2 separate regions of the Rattus norvegicus genome follow, and region 1 is linked to region 2. A link is a contact called in public Hi-C data. All regions are on one chromosome and are shown on one strand. The core of a region is the stretch at or near the end of the contact, and the rest is flanking DNA. Distances in the headings are between cores, read along the strand shown. Region 1 has its middle 11 kb from the start of Rps18l5. Region 2 has its middle 33 kb from the start of Nfia.

Region 1 (2,700 bases), core at 66-2,565, 580 kb before region 2:
AATCAGATTATATACATCATGTAGTTAGCCCAGAGCCTGGAATGTAGAACGTACTTAATATTCATTCATGGCTACTATCGCCACCACGACCAACAGTTAGGATGCATTTCTATCCTTCCAGAGGTCATAGTATGTGATTTCCACTTGGTCACTGGGCTGTGGTCTGAATCTGGCGATTCAGATCCCAGTATTCTCAGAATCATAGTCCCCTGACATAATGAAGTCACAGCCTCATGCTGGACGGACCCTTTACATTAGACTTGTGGGTGTTAACGTCTAATGGGAGTTCCCTTTCGGCCAATAGATACTATCTTCACACATAGCTGTTGCTGGGAAACTCAGTAGCTGCATTATTGCACGCCTTGGAGTGCAATAGATTGGTTATATAGGATCAATACTGGATATCAACGTGTATTGATTCAAGGAACATGCACCTGCCTGAAGCTCACAAACACACAAGCTCAAAGACTTTAGGTTCTAAGAAACACTCACTTTTTAAAGCCAGTTGGCATTAGCTTGATTTTTGGAGCAAACAGCTGTATGAACAGCTGCTTTGGCTCAGAGAAGAAAGCTGGGACAGAAGCTCAGGGATCAACCACAGGTAGTTGGTGGGGCCAGTTACCTCCTTTAACCAGTCAGCTAAGAACATGTGTCAGGGCAGGCTAGCCTACAGAAAGAGGAAACGACTCTCTTCCCTTACAAAATAAACACCAAACAGGTCAGTAAAATGTAGGTCTGAACTAGGTCTATGACCACCAAACTGACATAGGAAAAGGCATTTAACTTTCAGAAACCTGTCTTTACTCGCCTGTAAAGGGAAGCTGTGGGATGAACTTGGCAGATGTAACTTACTGCTCTGCACACTGGAGAGGGGGTACTGCAGTAGTCTGTACAGTGCAGACTTACTGTAGACTTTACTAGCCATCGACAAAATGTCTGACAAACGTAAATGTAACTGAGATTTTTTTTTTCATTTTTTTAATTCATTAGGTGTCTGTTCTTTGATAGGCTGGTTTCATTCTTTGATTGGTTGGCTCGTTCATTCATCCGTTCAATCATGCCACAGTTGTCGGAGCACACACTCTTCCCTGAGCCTATACTGGGATCGTGGACTGCCTTTGTCCTCAGGTGGGGTTTATGTAAAGCAGTTAGATCAATTCCTAGGTCAGAGTGCAGGCCTTTGTTGGAAATGTTGTTGCTAGTGCCTGGGACCAGGTCCGGGCATCTCAAGGCAGATTGCTTTGGGGTCGCACTGACGCTTGCCTGGTCGCCGGTAGGTGGCGCCAGACGCCCTGGAGGAAGGCGCTGCGCCGGGCCCCACTGGCCTGGCTCCGCCCACCGCCGGGTCCGGTGCCTCCCGCTCCGCCTTCCGAGCAGTCGAGTGCGTCTGAGGCGATCCCGTGCCAGGCTTGGGGACGCTGCCAGGTTTCTCTCAAATCTTGGCCCTAACAAAGGGAAGCAAATTACAAAAATGGAAATTTTCAAACTAGCGTTCAGTGGTATTGAAATCGACGTTTGTGTAGCACGCAGGCACAGACCACATTCGTGCTATTTTGTGATTAAAACGATACCTAAAATACCTCTTTGCTTTAGTTTTCGTCTTCTAAAACGGCCTCTTCCCCCCTTCTAATTGCTGCCTTACTTTGGGGGAGCGGCGAGCCCCTGGCCACGGTAGAATTGCTAACATTTGCATCAGGACAGTTGAAATCTGGCCTGGGCTGCTATTCTCTGTCTCTCTCTGTCTCCCCCCGCACCCCCCGCCAGTCCCCATCCTTCCCCCTCCCCCCTGTCTCTTAGACTCCGCTGTTTCTGTCCTCTCTCCACCCCCCCACCCCCTTCCTCCTTTTCTTTGGGAGTTGAACTTTAACCTAACCGTGTGTGTACTTTCAGCCTGGGGGAATACAGATAAAGACATTTCTAGGCACTGTACCGGGAAGGTTTGAAGGTTTGTGTTTTGTGTACTTGGTTTCAAGTCTTAGGACAGCGTGTAAATCCTCAAGGTTCATCTTGATTCAAGCAGCAAAACCCGACCATGGCCTTGCCAGAGCTCTGGTTACCTTGCTCTCACATTAAAAAAAAAAAAAAAAAAAAAAAAAAGAACAAAACCAATAAAAACCAATGATTTTGAAGCGGGTGTTGAGCTGGGTTTTGAATGGATTTTACTTAACATGAAGTTGTATAGAGAGCCGACTGTGTCCTCTTGGCTTGTTTTTGCAGTTGCTAGACAGGCCCAGTCCCCAGTGGGCTTGTGTGAAAGGCGTCCTCCTCCCACCCCAGCTCTCCGCACCATTTCTTTCCTTGGAAGCTTTGGCTGTCTCCTTCTGCAGCTGTGTTTGCAGTGCCTGGAGACAGGTGGGGGAGTAGCCTCCCGCTGAACCTGCCAATTCCCTCTCCAAGGACTGTCTGAATAGCTATTAAAAATTAAAGGACACCACACACACACACACACACACACACACACACACACACACACACACACACACTTTCGTTCTTTGTTTTCTGATGGCGGTCACCGTCACACCAGGGCAATGGTACTGCTTTGCCTTGCCGACTGAGATTAAATTCTACAGTCCTTCTCTTGTCTGCATTTTCCAGCCCACAAGAACAGCCACTGGCACATCTTCTTGGACCCTCTAGAAGATCCGGGTTCTAGGAGTGGTCAAGTGTCCACCTAGAATGACTTTTGAGAGAGAGGCTCTT
Region 2 (2,904 bases), core at 352-2,851:
TCATCTGCAAAGTCATTGCTGAGAGCCCAATAAACAGTGTCACACGTTACTGGTTTTAGAAGGACCAATTTCATGGGACAGTTGCTGAGAAAGGCAATTGCTATATGCTTGTAGTAAAAACCTTGGTGTTTTCACATCACTTAAATGCTACATAAACGTGGACATAGAGGACTCCTGAGTGTTTGACCCAGCACAGCTGCTGGTGTGAATGCAGCATGGGCCACACTCACGGGTTTACCTGAGGAGCCTACACCTTGGCACCCATGAAGTCTAGAGATCTTGGCAACAACTTTGGAATTATTGAAATGAGAAATGGTGGTTATAGTAATTCTAAAGTACTAGCGGTCAAGGCCGTTGCTTGTCAGGACTCGTGGGAGGCATTCACAGATTTTAGACAGATGAGACTAGTTCCAACTATGCATTCCCCCTGTTTTATCTACTGGGTTTCAGCCCCTCCCGCAGTCTTCTCAGTCTGGGCTTGATGTTTCTTTATGCAACCGTCTTCCCATAGAGGCTTGCTTCTTTTTCTTGGCACCTTAAACTTCATTTGTATTACAAGAGTCTTGTCTGCATAGAGACCTTCTGAGATGACAGCCAATACCTTGGGGTCCCCTTATTCATATACATCTATTTAGATGCTTTATTCATTCCATCCCTAGTTTTGAGCTCTCCTCTTGGCTTGTGGTTTTTTATTCTTTACTATGATGATGTGACCTGGTTCAGTGCAACACATAAACTTACTTCTTCAAAAATAATGCCGGTTGCCTGTAAGACATCCAGTTCGCCCCCTCACCCCACCCCACCCAAACCCCCTGTAAAGCTAGTGTGGAAAATGAGAAGAGTCCAGGTTTCTTTCCTTAGTCCCTTTTCAGTCAGTTTCTGCTCCAAAGGTAAAAGATGAAAGACTGGGGGAGGGGGGGAAGGGAGGAGGTGGGGAGCAAGAATGTCCAAAGAAAAGCCTCGAGGGGTGACTTTATCAATCCCATAGATTTAACTGCTTGCCACGAGCCCGTTGACCTTTTGGAGAGAACTAAACTCTTGGACTGGCACCCAGACTGAGATAGTGGAAACACGTCTGCCTATCTGGGGCTGAGGGAGGGTAAAACTTAAGAGACAGCTATGGTGCCAAGAGGGGGTGGCAGGTTGGAGGAGGATGTTTTCCCTAGCAACTCCAGAGCCATGCATCCCAAGAATGGCAATGCCCACCACGCAGAGGAAGTGGCAGCTCCAGCTGGTTGTCAGTGCCACATTACTATAGCAGCACGTGTGCTCACTCTGCATCCCCTGGCCTCTCCCTGTCCCTCACTACCAGGGAGGGGGCGGGAGCGAGGGGTGCGGTCTGTCCTATGTCCACTCTCTCACTCACTTTCATGCTGCAACCTGTCTCTTCCGCGGGGCATCTTCCCGGGTCTTGGGACCCTGGTCCAGTGTGGAGGGCCTGGAAGGTGTTACCCATTCCCTAGACGTTCTGGACAGCGGGGTGGCGCACTCAGCGCGTGCGACGGAAAGGTTCATTTTAGAGTTACAGATCCTCAGTTTGGTGGTCCGATCCGATCCGGTGACAACTTTCATCCCAGAGCCTCTAAATGTGACCCGGCGGTCGCAAGCGGACACCAGAGGGCGCCGCTTTAATGTGCTTCAGCCGGGGATCCACAAAGGGGGCGCAGACGTAGAGGCAGGTTAGGGATCTAGTTCTCTGTAACCGGACAGCGCGATCGGATCATCTGTTTTTTATATTGGGCGCAAAGGGGGGGTGTAGGGCGCCCCAAGGCCAGGTCCCTCGTTCCCACTTTGCAAGATCAACTACAGGAGCTCATGCCGGGTCTTTTCACTACCTGAGGGTTCCTTGCAGAGCTGTCAGAGTGGAAAGGAGGAGAGAGAGGTCCCTGACTGAAGCCTCGCCCCCTCTGACTGCTAAGGAACATGCCTGCAGGCCTTGAATCGAGAGCGACTAATTAATTTCCCAGCACTTGTGCAAAATACTTTAGAATGGAAAAATGAAGGTTTTCGATGAAAATGAAGCTTGATGGTGTGCACCTGCCACTAATGCGCGACGCACCGTAACTTCCCTCATTAGAGAGATGGCTTGGGTTGAGAACAAGTCATATAGTGAAAATCACTTCAACACGTGCCTGTTCATATGCATAAACTCCTGTGTACCAGATGGCAAAATATAATGACATCTTAAACAGCTAATTGCATAAACCTTGTAATGCAGATAATTGCTGTACCAAAGTAGGAGTTAATAATTTCCCAGTGTATTGCTGGGCTTCGGAGTAATCCTTAAGGAAAGTTGTGACAATCCTAACACACTAAAGTTCACCAAGCGGTAATTAAAACTAGCACTCATATCATTTGACTTTCAAACCCTTAATTATGTTTTGGAAGAACTGCTCTGTGGAAACCCAGAAGTTATAGATGATTATAACATTTGATGCTTGCGACTCGTCCGTTTTCCTTTGCAGGTCTCACGTGGCATAATGTTATAGCAGTCATTGGGGATACATTATATTCTCCAAAATTATTCCCATAGTGGAAGGCCTGCATTTTGGTGCACGATTGGTTAATTCCCATCCCCAGTAGATCTGTAGATGATTACCAATTTGCATTTATTCAAAGGCCTCTGCAATGATAAGTAACGGTAAGACTTACCATGCGACTGACAGCTTTAAAACCACTTTGCAGGCATCTCATTTAATCCATAACACAGCTATCACAAATGTACCCTGACTACCGCCATTCTTTGATGAGGGAGCCTAGGTAAGGGCTGGAAAGTTATTTCCTCAAAGTCCCTGATCTGAAGACATCATAACCGCAGAATCCACACGGTTTACCGTTATATTTAATGATCCCATGAGTTACAACAGGACCTGAGTCATTCAACATCTCCGTTTCATTTTTCTA

What was found. Hi-C and Micro-C count contacts between places; a contact is called where the count stands out from the background.
Region 1: a Hi-C map of liver shows a contact between it and region 2, with 8 times the contacts expected there. The contact joins two enhancer-like sites. A contact is called at or near these places in 12 of 12 Hi-C or Micro-C datasets (the A7r5 cell line, the Rat2 cell line, Schwann cells and 7 more) and 1 of 1 datasets of contacts at active chromatin or transcription factors (oligodendrocytes).

Annotation. Positions count from the first base shown.
Region 1 is chr5:118,100,391-118,103,090 of GRCr8, reverse strand. No RefSeq gene overlaps it. Among named protein-coding and RNA genes, the nearest start is that of Rps18l5, 11 kb to the left of the region's middle. Within about 2 kb of position 1,315, at least 56 of the 93 cell types and tissues checked have an H3K27ac peak or open chromatin away from gene starts, as enhancers often do. A contact at or near this core is called in liver, where this site is marked.
Region 2 is chr5:117,522,623-117,525,526 of GRCr8, reverse strand. It overlaps a transcript of Nfia not described here. Among named protein-coding and RNA genes, the nearest start is that of Nfia, 33 kb to the left of the region's middle. Within about 2 kb of position 1,601, at least 4 of the 93 cell types and tissues checked have an H3K27ac peak or open chromatin away from gene starts, as enhancers often do. A contact at or near this core is called in liver, where this site is marked.